Regions from separate parts of the Mus musculus genome. Here region 1 is linked to region 2. The links are chromatin contacts, called in public ChIA-PET maps. All regions are on one chromosome and are shown on one strand. Each heading gives the region's core, a stretch centred on a gene start, on an enhancer-like site or on the middle of the called end of the contact. The rest is flanking DNA. Distances are from core to core; before and after follow the strand shown. Region 1 holds the start of Dbt (dihydrolipoamide branched chain transacylase E2). Region 2 has its middle 41 kb from the start of Rtca.

Region 1 (6,958 bases), core at 1,598-4,097, 47 kb after region 2:
AAGCTCAACAGGTCTGCTTGTTTGGGTTTTGGTTTGGTTTGGTTTTTGGCCACAATTGTATGTATTCAAAATGGGGGTGCTATGTAAAACCCTGACCCCCAAAAGAAGAATCAATAAGAAAACAATGAAAAATGAATGCACACAACAGAGAGGAAACAGTTAAAAGTACATGAAGGAAGCGTTTGAAGAATCAATATCCAGGGTTGGTGTGGGTGGCACATCTCTTCAATCAACAAAGGCAGATAGAGCTGTAGGAGCTTGGAGTACATACCAGTTCCAGGCCAGAACTACACAGACTGGGAGGGGGAAGGGGGGGCGGCATCTCAGAACCAATAAACACGTGAAACCTGTTTAACTTTACTAATAATTAAGAAACTTTAACACCATAATGCCATTGAATAGGTAAATACCTATTACTTCTAAGGCTGTCAAATGAGAAACAAAGAATAGTCCCACTCTCAGCTGCTAGACAAGTTATTTTGTACAAGCACATTGCAAAGCAATCTAACATCGCCTAAGTTAAAATTGAAGATAAACATTAGCTGTCTCAAAATTCCATTTTTAAGCTAGGCTTGGTGGTTCGGGCCTGTAATCCCAGATACTAAGCAGGCTGGGGGAATAGAAGCATAATCATGACTTCAAGGCCACCCAGACAGCTAATCGAGATCCTGTCTCAAAACTAGTAGATAAAGAAGCAGAGAGCTGGCAATGATGCTCAGTGGTTATAGACGGCTTGCTTAGCTTATGCAAGACTCTAGGTTCATTTTACAGTGTCTGTCTCTGTCTCTGTCTGTCTGTCTCTGTCTGTCCCCCTCCCTTCCTCCTTGGGTGCCTCCCTTTCTTCTCTGGGTCCTTCCCTCCCTCTTAGTTTTACTAACCAAAAACACGGTTGGCTAGTCAAGAATTGCATCACTTGGCGCTAGTAGCGCTAGTAGCAATGCCCCATTCAGATCTAGTGAATAGGTTCCAAAACCCGGCTACAAACAAAGATAAGAACACAATCATATATGGAATCAGGATCTACTGACGTAGGATGATAAACTAGTTTGTTTCCTGAAAATAAGATAGAATCGAGAGAAGCCTGAATGGAAGAAAGTTACATAGTATCTTTCAAGAGCCCTAGGAACAACTAACTCCCTTCCCTCATTATACAAGCAAGAACATATAAGATTACTAAGTCTATTCAATGCACCTATAAAAAGTTTAATGGGGCCTGGCAGTGGCGGTGCAAGCCTTTAATCCCAGCACTCAGGAGGCAGAGGCAAGCAGATTTCTGAGTTGGAGGCCAGCCTGGTCTACAGAGTGAGTTCCAGGACAGCCAGGACTACACAGAGAAACCTTGTCTCAAACAAAACAAAACAAAACAAAACAAAACAAACAAAATAATGGGAAAAGTTTTTAAAAATCAAGTTCTTTTGATTATTGCGATTTTGGGAGGTGCTGTTAAGACAGGGTTTCTCTAACAGCCCTGGCTATACTGGAATTCACTTTGTTGATCTGGCTGGCTTCAAATTCACAAAGATCCACTGTCTTCTGGGATCAAACACTTTCGTCACCTCATCTGTCTATTGCAGATTTTCTGATAAAGGCAATGATTTATATTTACTGCCTACAGTAGATGAATGTGCATTACACAATAGTACATCTGTGTAAAGTTAAACAACTTGTGAAAAACCTGAGATTTTTGTTTCACAACCACCGACTTTCCAGTGCTGAGAGTTTCTATTGGCCCCTGCTTCCTTCTGTTTTGTTTCATTCTCTCTAACGCCTTAGACATTGATGCAGATTTTTATTCTCTCTAAGAAGAAAGAACCGTTGAATTTACTGAACATATATACAATGTATGCATTTATATACCACCTATTAAAGAAAGTTCCCTCTCTCTCATTCTCTCCCTCTGGCTTTGTTTCATTTTGTTTAAGAATGAGTCTCACCACATAGCTCAGGGTGACTGGCCTTCCATTCACAATGCGACATCTCTGCCTGCCCTACCCATGTCACCCTCACAGTGCTGGGTTTCTGATGTTTCCTTTAGCAGTTCCACTTGAGCTCAATTTGACATTTCTTCAAGGGGCAAAGCAATTCAGGGTTATACGTTTGTGACTCATTTCTTAATGATGCATCTGACCACATTTTCTAAGACTCAAAGACAAAGTGATGACATGTTTATTTTAGACACGAGAAGTCAATTTCAGCAACCTCAAGGACACTATACAGGAAAGAGGAATTCCTAATCATGGAGAAGTGTTCCTGTATGGACTTATGAAAAAGTCGCGCATCAGAGTCTTGCTATGAAACATAGAAACATCTTATTTTTTCTGCCCTTAATGTAGTTACAGCACAATACCAGAAAAGACAATTTGCTACTGACCCCTCAGGTTTTCAATTAGTGACCCTTCTTGTGTGCCCTTAACATATTCTTTTTTAAAAAATTATCTATGTATGTGTGGGTGCACAACTGTTTGCATGTACAGCACATGGATGCAGGTGCCCCGAGACGGCCAGAAGAGGGCGTCGGATCCCTTGGAACTAGAGTTGTAGGCTGTTATGACCTACCTGATTGAGTGCTGGAGACTGAACCCAAGTTTCTGCAGCCCCTAAACGTGATTTCTCTCCATTATCTGAGCTAAAAAGATGGATTGTTGATGCGCGTCTACTTAACAACCCAAGTCCTGGATTTTTAAGCTGTCGTCCTCCCCAAGTCTACCTTCTCCCTCCCTCAATTCTTTTACACCTCTCAAGGGGGAGGGGGGGGGGCTTCAGTCGGCCCCGCCCCTCGCCCTGGTTGGCTGCCCGGTGGGAGGCTCGTTCCTTCTCTCCTATTGGCCGCTCAGGGAGGTGCGTCTCGGGTCTGGGGATTGGTCGCCTGGAGGAGGCGTCTTTCCCAGCTGTGTGCTGGTGGCTATTTCCGGAGTAAAATGGCTGCAGCGCGTGTACTGAGGACCTGGAGCCAGAACGCTGTCAGACTGGTAAGCAGGGTTGGATGGGTCTAAGGTTGGGAAGGATCGATTTAGTAGATGTTATCCGGAGTTGTGTGTTGCTTTCTTCTCCGAGTGCCTCGCGTCTTGTGAGCAAGTGATGGAAGGATGCATGCAAATCAGAAGGGCAGCGAAGGTGGCGTGCCAGTGAGCCTGGAAACTCACTCCTTTCCCGTCCCGGGGCGCGATTCTCTGACGATTAGCTTTGGGCGACTAGCTTTCTTCCCAACCGTACCCACATCCTGGCCTTTGACCTGCTTAACTTTGCTTGAGTACTTTCTAGATGTCAGGCATTGTGATAAGCACTGCAGACACAGCTATGTTCTTTCGAGATTTGTTGAGAGCCCACTGCGCGCCATACGCTGGCACTATTAACCTGAGAAGAGAAAAGCCTCTAGCTTGATTCACTCGGGGCTGCACTTCTCCCCTTGGTCCACAGTCGTTCCAACTTTTTAATCATCGATTTACCACCCCCATTTGCAGTTCCCCCTCACTCACAAGCTTTTAGCAACAACCGTAGATGTATCCCACTACATATCTAGTTTCTTCCTAATTACATAACTTTTTGGATACCGTAGACTTTACCCATTTCCCTAGATGTTCCTTTAGTGCTGGCCTCCTGATCTCTCCAAACCTTCTTCCCAGCCTGCTGTGTGTATTGGGCACTGGGCATATTTCTATAACACAGCCAGCCACCATCCTTTCCCTCCTAACATTGTAGCCTAGAACAGGAGAATAGGAGAGAGGGAGGCAAGGAAAGACAGAAAGCCACGGTTTTAGAAAGACGTGCTATTATGGAACAAGTGCTCAAAGCTCCTGTGACACTTGAGGGTGGACACCTATGGAGGAGTGGGGGTACAGAGAGGAATTCCTGGGGACTAGTGAGTGCGTACGGAGACTGAAGAGAAGTAGGAACTAGGCAGCAGAAGGGTACTCTTGTCAGCAGCACCTTAGTAGGTATTATGGGCAACTCTTCTTTCGAGAGCTCTCCACTCTTGGATTCTGAGACACTAGTTGACCAATATTCCTCTTCAGTTGCTCTATTCCACTGCCCTCTTTTCCTTTCCAGCTTCTAAATACCACGCAAAGACTTCCGTCAACAGTGCTCCCATAGGCTCTCGACAGACCTGCCAACTTCCTATGACCTTTTCCATCGTTTGATGTGTGTGGACACACAGACAGAATGGTGTGACGGGTGCCCACAGTGTTTAGTACAGTGACATGCTGGACAGGTTTGTAGTATAAGAGCTAGCATAGAGCTTACGTGGGCAATAAGTTAAGCCATTTGGTTTGTGTAAGCATAAGGTGAGTCCATAGACTAGCTCATCTAATAGTGAATAGATTTCACACAGACCTGTCATAAAGTGATGGATGACTACTAAAAAAAAAAAAAAATAAAAAAAGAAGCCCTGGCTTTGGCCCTCTGCGCTTTTCCAACTTCCTGCATTATCTCTCCCACGTCTTTGCATATAGTCACCAGTTGTGCTAATGGTTCCCTGGCGTTCTCTAGTCTTCCCTAGCTGTCCAAGAGATCTCCCGTTGCACAATATGAGGTGTTTTCTCAACTGCAGGTAACACAAATCCAGTGAATGAACAAGACACCATCTATGCCTATAGACTACAGGTGACATGTGTGACTGTCACTATGACGGCTGACAGTTCATCAGGGCAGTTGACCTTTTCCATACAGCCATCCGGGAGCTGCAGCAACTCACTGGGCATTTAAGTCAGGATGGAGGAAGGGATATTACCAGGCTGACATAACCAGCTAGAACACAGTTCCCTAGCTACGAGCACAGGGGAGTTGGAAAAGCTAGCCTTTGGCCATCTCACCGTGCACCACAGTGCCTCAGGGATGCAGACTCCAGGCTCCACAATAGACCCCTCAAACCTGTTTCTCTTGACTCTACCTTCCAACTCTGAAGAAATGTAGCTAGTATTTACCACCTTGCTCTTAATTACAGATGTCTTAGTCTTTCCTAACTGGGCCTCTTGCCTCTGATCAGCCTCTTTTGTAGTTCATTTCCCATAGGCCAGCCAAAAGGATCTTATAAAATGAGGCACACATTAGATTATGCCATGTTCTTGTTTAAGACTCATCTTTTTAAAAAATGCCCCCAAGCCACTTGATTGAGGAAATTTATGATGTGGCTTCTCCAACCTCTCAAGTATCATTCTTTATTGAAAACCTGCTTATTCTACAGGTTATTACCTCTTATCACACACTTTTGATTTTCCTTGCCACATCCTTCATTGTTCCTCTTTTACACATCCATTCTTAAATTTGACTTATGAGACCACATTCTACGATGTCTGCCTTTGTGAGTACCGTATCTTTATCTTGAAAATAATTGGTTTTATTATTATTTAAACCACTTTACTGGGCATTAGTTATAGACATCAATGAAAAAAAAAGTATTAGAGTAAAAGTAGCATTCTACACACACACACACACACACACACACACACACTCACTCCAGCCCCAGCTCTGAGTGCCCCCGCTGGCTGCACAGAGAACTCTACGGAACAATTACCCTAGTACACACTGCTTTCTTGATTCCAGACCTTTGCTCATATATTTCCTCTGCCTTGGAGACTCTTGCCTCATCTGCAGCCCTGCTCCTCTCCTGCGTTACTCCCACTCAGCCTCCAGTCTTACTCCAAGCTAACTCTCCAGCCAGCTTCTCTTAGAACACCCCACGGTGGCTGTGTTAATGGCCTGTGTACTTCGCTTTATCTTTCATTCTGCTGGACATTGCTTTCGGGCAGGGATCACACGTGTTTCCTTCTGGATGTGGCCACAGCGCCCCATACACCGTGAGTGCCCATAAATGCTTGCTGAGGACACAGAAAAAGAGTCCTTTTGTTTTACTTTTTCTGTTTGTTGTTTGAGTTTGGTTTTTGAGATAGTTTCTCTGTAGAACCTTGGTTGTCTTGGAACTCCCTTTGTAGACTAGGTTGACCTTGAATTCACAAAAATCTGCCTGCCTCTGCCTTCCGACTCCCAGGATTAAAAGAAGCCACCACCACCTGGCTTCCACTTTTAACTAGCATGATAGTATGGGGGTGGGAGACATGCCTTCTCTGGCTTAAAATTTTATTTTTCCTCCTTTGTATTGTCTTTTAATCTCTTCACTTTTGCTAACTTTTAAATCTCTCCTCTCTTTCTTATCAAAGCCATCCAGTTGCTTTTATTTTCGTAATACTCATTGTAACTCAGTTGCCCTTTCTCAGTCCCTGTTGATTTGGTCATTCAGGAACTCGTGTTTCTGTGTCAACAACTCCAATCCTGCCTCGGCCTCTTTCTTTACCTATAGTAGCCTGTCCTATGAGCTAGTAGCAAACTGTTTCCTCACTCTGTCTCCACTGTGACCCCCACCCTCCAATGCATATATCCCTCTCCTTCTCCTACCATTCAGATACTAGTCACCACCTTGAGTTGTCCTTTGCAGATCCGATTAAGCCAAATCAAGCTACTCACTGCTCGATCAAATTCCTGTTGCAATCTTTGTGTTTACATCATTTCCTGTGCCTTAGAAGTGTCCATCTGCTCCTTATTCATGCTCAGTGTTCCAGGCCGAATTTAAATCTCCAAGGTCGAGCTAAGCCTCCTCCACTACTTAAATGCCTCCCCCCACAGCTAGTTTTTTGGCCTATAATTTCTTATTGTAAATAATAAGAGCACTCATGACCATGCTTGGGAGAAAGGGAGAAAGAGAGAGAGAGAGAGAAAGAGAAAGAGAGAGAGAGAAAGAAAGAAGGAAAGAAAGAATTGTTTCTCCTAGATTATAGCTTGGAAAGAAAGGACTCTTTCTCTTGTCAGTGTGACATGTCAGGAGGAACCTGAGTTTTGAAGTCAAGTTTACTCGGCTTCGGAGCCTAGTTTTGCCCCTTAATCCCAGCGTGGCCTGGAACAAGTGACTTCTCCTCCTCTGTGAACTTCTCATGTGAGGGTGATCACGTACATCTTCCAGTAGATA
Region 2 (6,645 bases), core at 583-3,082:
GTCACAGTGCTTGCCACCAACCCTGACAACCTGAGTTCAGCCCTGAGATCCACATGGTGAAAGGACAGATCCAACTCCCTCAGATTTCCCTCTGATCTCCGTATGTGCACCACGGCCCATATGTGTGCCCACCCATACACACACAAAATAAGTAAGAATAATTTTTACATTTAAGAGGCATACACACAAAAAGAAAATGTGGTGTGTCTATTCGACAGTTCGTTATTCAGCCATAAAGAATGAAATTATGCCGTATGCAGAAGTAATGAGATCGGAGAGCATTCATTGCATTCAGCTCAGTAAACTAGACTCTGAATGCTTTGTTTTCTGTCATATGGAATCCAGATGTTTGTTTATATTTTTATTCATATTTATAGTTTGAAAATAAAATGCCCTCCCCCCACAGGCTCCTATTTCATTCACAGCAAAAAGGAAAATATTCCAAGAAGGGGTGGGAAGGAGGGGAGAATGGGAGGAAAGATGAGCCAAGCACATGCCATTTAAACCCCACTATTGTGTACACTTACCCAAAAGAGTAATTAGCTGGAGGCCAGCGTGGGTCTGGAGTGTGGGAGTGATCCACAACTTTAATCCGAGCAGAGGCAGAGGCCTCTGTGTTGGAGGCCAACCTGGTCTACATAGCAAGTTCCAGGGCAGCCAGGGTTACATAGAGAAACCCTGTCTAGAAAAACAAACAAACAAACAAACAAACAAAGGGTAATCTTAAAAGAGCTTACTTATTAAGATGGGCATGGTAGCACATTCCTGTAATCTCAGCATTTGAGAGGTGCTGGCTGGAGGATCAAGAGTTCAAGTCCATCCTCGGGATATACAGCAACCTGGGCTGCAGAGTGGAGCCAAAAATAAACAAAACAAAGCCCCAAACACAAAGTTAAAGGTCTAAGAGAATGCATCCAGCTTCTGATGGCATCCAGTGAAAATCTAGGACCAAATTGGCCAGGAGGAGCAGTGACAGAAGTTGCATTCAGTGCTGTAGAGGATGCAGCCTCTCCTTAGGACAGCCCAGCAAGTTCTCGCAAAACTAAACATACCCTTGCCGTATGCAGCAACTGCATTCCTTAACATCCACCCCAAAAAGGCTGAAATTTCCTCATCATACAAAAGCATGCATCTGTGTGCCCCAGAATAGCTACAGGACCATCACGGGAAATCTTAGAATCATTTTTTAAAATATTGCAGATCTATAGATTTAATTTGAGCCCATTAAAAATCGAATACATTTTTCATAGTGTCTTTACCAGCCAGGATGCTCACCAGAAGCAGACCCAATTATACCACATGCACATGCAGGGTAAGAGTCCCCTATAGAACCTATAGAATACTTCCCTTCTCCTCTCCCAGCTCTGTGCTACTGACATCAGACAGCTGCTATGTACACCAGCAATGCCATACGTTGCTGCTGTCTGTGTAAGCTGTCTGTTCGCCTTTAAAGAGGTTTAAGGATGACAATGCTGCAGCCATTCACGGGTGGTGGCACTGCCATCTCCAATACCCACACTTACCGATGCCTATTTCCTTTGATTTTCCTTCTACCTGAGGGGTTTCTTTCACACGTTTTTTCTTTTTTTAGTACAGATCTATTAAGGTCAATTATTTCAGCTTCTATAGGTCGGGAAAAATATTTTGTCTTCACCCTAAAACATATTTTTCTTTGTAATTATTTTTAAAGGCTCGGTGCTCTGAATATATTCCCAAATGCTCTGTTGCGTTGCTTCAGAGGGGGATGTTTTCAGTCTGAGAGGGATATACTTGTGCGAGTCACCCACTCAGTGACTCTGAAGATTCGCTTCTTGTCCGTGGTCATGGCTGCTTCCTGTGCTCAGGGTTGGCTGGGCTTCTTAGACGTGTGGGTTCGTAGTTTCCATCCCTCTTCGGAAGGACGTCGCCATCGTTTGCTGCTTCTTTTCCTCGGCCACTGTGGTTACACATCTGTACTTAAAATAGTGTGACTTGCCCCACAATTTCTGCTTGCTGATTCCCCTTATGACCTGAATTTTCCCTTTGGTGTGTTTCACTTCAGAGTGCTCTATTGCTGAGCCTTCGGGTTTACAAGCCTATTTTTCTGCAATATTTAATTGGCCTTTAACTCCCTCATATGTCTCAACCATCCCAGATACCCTAGGGTAGTTTTTGTCCCTTCGCCTTTTGCTGTTTGGTCAGTCAATTTTATTTTATTTTTATTTTATTTTATTTTTTTTTTTTGTGGTTTTCTAGAAAATGGTCTCAGGCTGTCCTTGAACTTCTGATCTCACAACTTCCATTTCTCAAGTGCTGGCAGGCTTGCCCCACTGTGGGGGTTTCAGTAAGAATGGCACCCATAGACTCAAGTTTGAATGATTGGGCCCATAGGGAGTGGCACTGTTAGAAGATGAGAGCTTGCTGGAGTAGGTGTTGGAGGAAGTTGTAACTGTGGGTGCGAGGTCTGAGGTCTCATACACTCAATCTAAGCTTAGTCTCCTGCCTCCTTTGGATCCAGATACAGAGCTCTCAGCTCCTTCACCAGCACTGTGTCTGCCTGCACGGTGCCATGCTTCCCGCCATGATGATATTGGATTAACTCTGAACTTTCAGCCAGCCCCAATGACATGATTTCCTTTAACCTGCCCCGCCCCTAGAGGCGTTGTGGGTATGACTACTGTGTCACATGTGTATCAGTAAGTGACAGAGAGAGTGTTCTGACCTGTGTTAGCAGCCTAACACCCCCCTGAAAAAAACCAAGCCTGGGATGACCACCATTCTGGCACCTGTGGGCCCTGACGAGGGAGATGTCCCGAAACAGCCGCTAATCTAGCACCACACAGATCTTGATGGTCTCCCAGGGTGGGGAGCAAGTCAGAGACAGGACCAAGGGAAAAAGCTGGACACTAGAAGAACCCTTCTGAGGGTCATTGGTCCCAGGAGGGCATGAGCCTGAGAAAGATGACCCCCGCATGGGGCCACGCAGGCTCCCGGGCAAAGAGTGAGCCTAAGATGAACTGGCACCATGGGGCCTGAGCAGGGAGCTAGCATGAGATGACCACAGTCCCGTGTTGCGCGCAGCCCTGTGGGGGCAGACCGTGCCCAACATGACCCCTGCCCAGAGTCATAATGCACGAGCGGGGCATAGCTTTCCTGAAACCATTCCTGAGATGACCCCAGACACCCAAAGACGCCTCAGGCTCATGGGAGAGCTGACTCCACCCCTAGCTAGCCGCAGTACTAGGGAGAGCAGGCTCCGCTTATCACCGAGAAAGCACAGGAGAGCTGGCCTTGGTTGCAAGAGTTGCGGGTGAGCTGACCCATGCAATAGAATGGACAAGGAAGAGAAATCTCCCCCCTCCTCCTTCCTCCTTCCTCCCTCCTCTGTCTTCTCACTACCCCACCCCCACCCCAATACCTGAGGCAAGTGGGAGACCTGGCCCTGGGGTCATAAGAATAGGAAAGTCAGTCCTGTCCCTCACCAGCTGCAGAACTAACACTTGGGAGAGCAGCCTTGAACCTCGCCTGGGCAGCACAATAGAGCTGACCCTGGTGGCAGGGCACAGGCGAATATGTCCTGTTCTGAGGTCATGAGCATGCAAAATCTGGCCCACCACTTGTCTGCTGTGTGGTGACATGGACGAGGGAAAGTTACCTCTCACCCCTTGTACGGCAGGCAGGAGAGCTGGCCCCGAGGTCATGAGACCAGGAGAGCCGGCCCTGCCACCTACCTACTGCTGCCCTCAAAGTGGGCCCTGCACCATGCCTGGGCACTATAGTAGAGCTGGTCCTGAAGGTGGGGTGGTGGGTGAGCCAGCCCCAAGGGTCTGAATGTAGGTGAACCAGGCCTACCTCTTGTCTGCTGTACCAAGGCATAGGCAAGGGAGAGATCCCCTCTCTTCTCTTTGCCCCTGCGACCTACAGTGGACAGGGGAGCCGACCCGGCTGAGGTCACGAGAGCAAGAGAGCTGACCTGCCCCTCACCTTCTGCAGCGTTCGGGAGTATGAACCATGCATCTCACCTGGGCAGCACAGTGGAGCTGGCCGTGATGGTGTAGGCATGGACTAGTGTCAAGGGTATGAAAGTGGGAGAGTTGGCTCCTCCCCTTGCTGGCTTTGTCACTGGATAGTCCAGCCAGGGCAAGGTATGAGAGCTTAACCTGGTAATGTGGGTGCAGCAGAGCCCAAGGGCAGACCAGCTCAGGTACCTCTCAAGGCCAGATCCAGGACTTTGAGTTGGCCCACTTCTTCATCTACCCCATAGATGAACTGGAATTATGCAAAGAGCCCGATCCAAAACTACAGGCTCTCCACGGGACAACAACAGGATATCAGGAAGAGTCCCAGCGAGGTTCCAGTGTTGATAGTATAGCAGAAGCCAGAGACCTTGGACCAAGCCAACGACTCATTGAAATGAGTCTTTGCAAGTAAAGAAATGTGAGGGGAAAAAACGTGGGACACACTATTTCCACAATTTTTTTCTTCTCTGTTGGGGGGAAGGTTGCAAGGGTGGAGAGCAGGTATTAGGGGAGGGGGTGATGAGTGGAATTGGGGTGCATGATATGAAATTCACAAAAAAGTTTTTTAAAAAAGTTTTCTTTTATAAGTGTTGTCGTGGTCATGGTGTCTTTTCACAGCAATAGACCCAAACAAGAAAACAAGACAACAACCACATCCAGCTTGTTCAAGTATCTCAGATCTCATTCCTAAATTCTACTCACTTTTTTTTTGGACGTAATAAATATTTTTTATTGGATATTTTCTTTATTTACATTTTAAATGTTATCCCCTTTCCCAGTTTCCTGCCCTCCCAGAAGCCCCCTACCCCATCACCCATCTCCCTGCTTCTATGAGAGTGCTCCCATACCCACCCACCCACTCCCGCCTCCCTGCCTTCGAATTCCCTGGGGAATCGAGCCTTCACAGGACCAAGGGCCTCTCCTCCCATTGATGTCCCACAAAGCCATCCTCTGCTATATATGTGGCTGGAGCCATGGGTCCCTCCGTGTGTACTCTTTGGTTGGTGGTTTAGTCCCTGGGAGCTCTGGGGGGTACTGGTTAGTTCATATTGTTGTTCCTCCTATGGAGCTACATCTACTCATGTTCTTTATGCATGTCCCTTGTCTCTAACCAACACATTTAATTTTTCCTTTAGTAGTTTGAACATATGGAATATAGTTATACTATTTCAATAGTATCTGCAAATCCCTTTGTTGTTAGTTGAGTTTATACTAATTTTTTCTAATCCCAGTGTCATTGCTCCCAGCGTCATTGCCTGGTAATGCTTGTCTGTTCACTTACTTGCTTGTTTTACTTGTTTTTTGTTGTTGTTGTTGTTTTTTAATAATTATTTATTTATTTTATGTATATGAGTACACTGTAGCTGTCTTCAGACACACCAGAAGAGAGCATTGGATCCCATTACAGGTGATTGTGAGCCACCATGTGGTTGCTGGGATTTGAACTCAGGACCTCTGGAAAAGCACTCAGTGCTCTTAACCTCTGAGCCACCTCTCCAGCTCCGTTTTGCTTGTCTGTTTGCTTGCTTTGGTGCTCAGACACGCTCACCCTGTTCTCTGCCACTGAGCTGTTCCCTGGCTCTGGTCACTTATTTTTATATCAAACACTGTTGGGACTTTTACCTTTTTATGGCTGGACATTTTTTTGTATTCTTTTAAATACATTGGTTCTGGGCCATAATTATGTTACTTAAAAAATAATGTTGCCTTTTTAGAAGTGTTACAATATTTATACTTTTAAATTTAACAAATATTTATACCAATAAAGACACAGGAGGCATAAACTGAGGTAAAAACCTGCTAGCCCAGAGAGCTAACTTTATTTTCTTAACAATATATAAAATATCAACTTATGAGACTGGCTCTACAACTAAACAACTAGCTCTTTAGAAATCTCCTTCAATTTGTCTCATTCTACTGTGCTCCTCTACCTTTCCCTTGAGCTCCTCCAAACCCGAGAGAGCTTCTTAGCTCTTTCCTAGAATATTGTTTGACCTGCGTCCTGCCAGCTGCTGTTCTGTTGTTCCTGTAAGCCAAAAGAGAAAATCCCTCTTTATCTCCACACTGAGAGAGAGAGAGAGAGAGAGAGAGAGAGAGAGAGAGAAAGATCCAATTTCTATTAAAGAAGTCTCTCGCTCCTCCCTTATACCCTTGGCAGGCTGAGCCCTGTCATGGTGGGTGGGCTCCAAGCTAGTAGGGGCCAAATTAGTAGGGTCTAACCCTAACCCTACCTTTAACCCTAAATTCTAGCCCTAACCCTAACCTCAAGGCTGTCCAGTTGACTTTGCCTCAGGTCATAGAGCAAAGACCACAAGAACCTCCCCAAAGGAGTTTGTCTTTTTTTTTTTTTTTTTTTTTTTTTAATATCCCTGGCTGTCCTGGAACTCACTTTGTAGACCAGGCTGGCCTCGAACTCAGAAATCCGCCTGCCTCTGCCTCCATGCGCCACCACGCCCGGCGCAGTTTGTCTTAAAATAGACAGGATTTTCTTCAGCATTCTTTTCTATGGAAGCTTTTAGAAGCACACCCAAACCGCATCTCTTCAGGATGCACCTAACTGCATCCGACAGCTTCCACATCTATCTGAGTTTGTATATTTTGCTAACAACTGGGTTTTCTATGTACAACAGTCAAACATCCTGTAACA

What was found. ChIA-PET counts read pairs in DNA pulled down with a chosen protein or histone mark.
Region 1: a contact with region 2 is called in an RNA polymerase II ChIA-PET map of memory CD8 T cells, with 6 read pairs. The contact joins the promoter of Dbt here to the enhancer-like site in region 2. A contact is called at or near these places in 1 of 39 promoter capture datasets (embryonic stem cells), 5 of 115 datasets of contacts at active chromatin or transcription factors (CD8 T cells, the SCID.adh cell line, embryonic stem cells and 1 more) and 3 of 9 other capture datasets (adipose tissue, liver and pancreatic islet).

The regions. Positions count from the first base shown.
Region 1 is chr3:116,510,223-116,517,180 of GRCm38.p6, forward strand. It overlaps Dbt (dihydrolipoamide branched chain transacylase E2), which reads left to right and starts at 2,848. Exons shown (of 11, transcript NM_010022.4): 1 at 2,848-2,969. The coding sequence starts at 2,919.
Region 2 is chr3:116,463,994-116,470,638 of GRCm38.p6, forward strand. It overlaps the pseudogene Gm26358. Among named protein-coding and RNA genes, the nearest start is that of Rtca, 41 kb to the right of the region's middle. Within about 2 kb of position 1,833, at least 37 of the 459 cell types and tissues checked have an H3K27ac peak or open chromatin away from gene starts, as enhancers often do. A contact at or near this core is called in CD8 T cells and memory CD8 T cells, where this site is marked.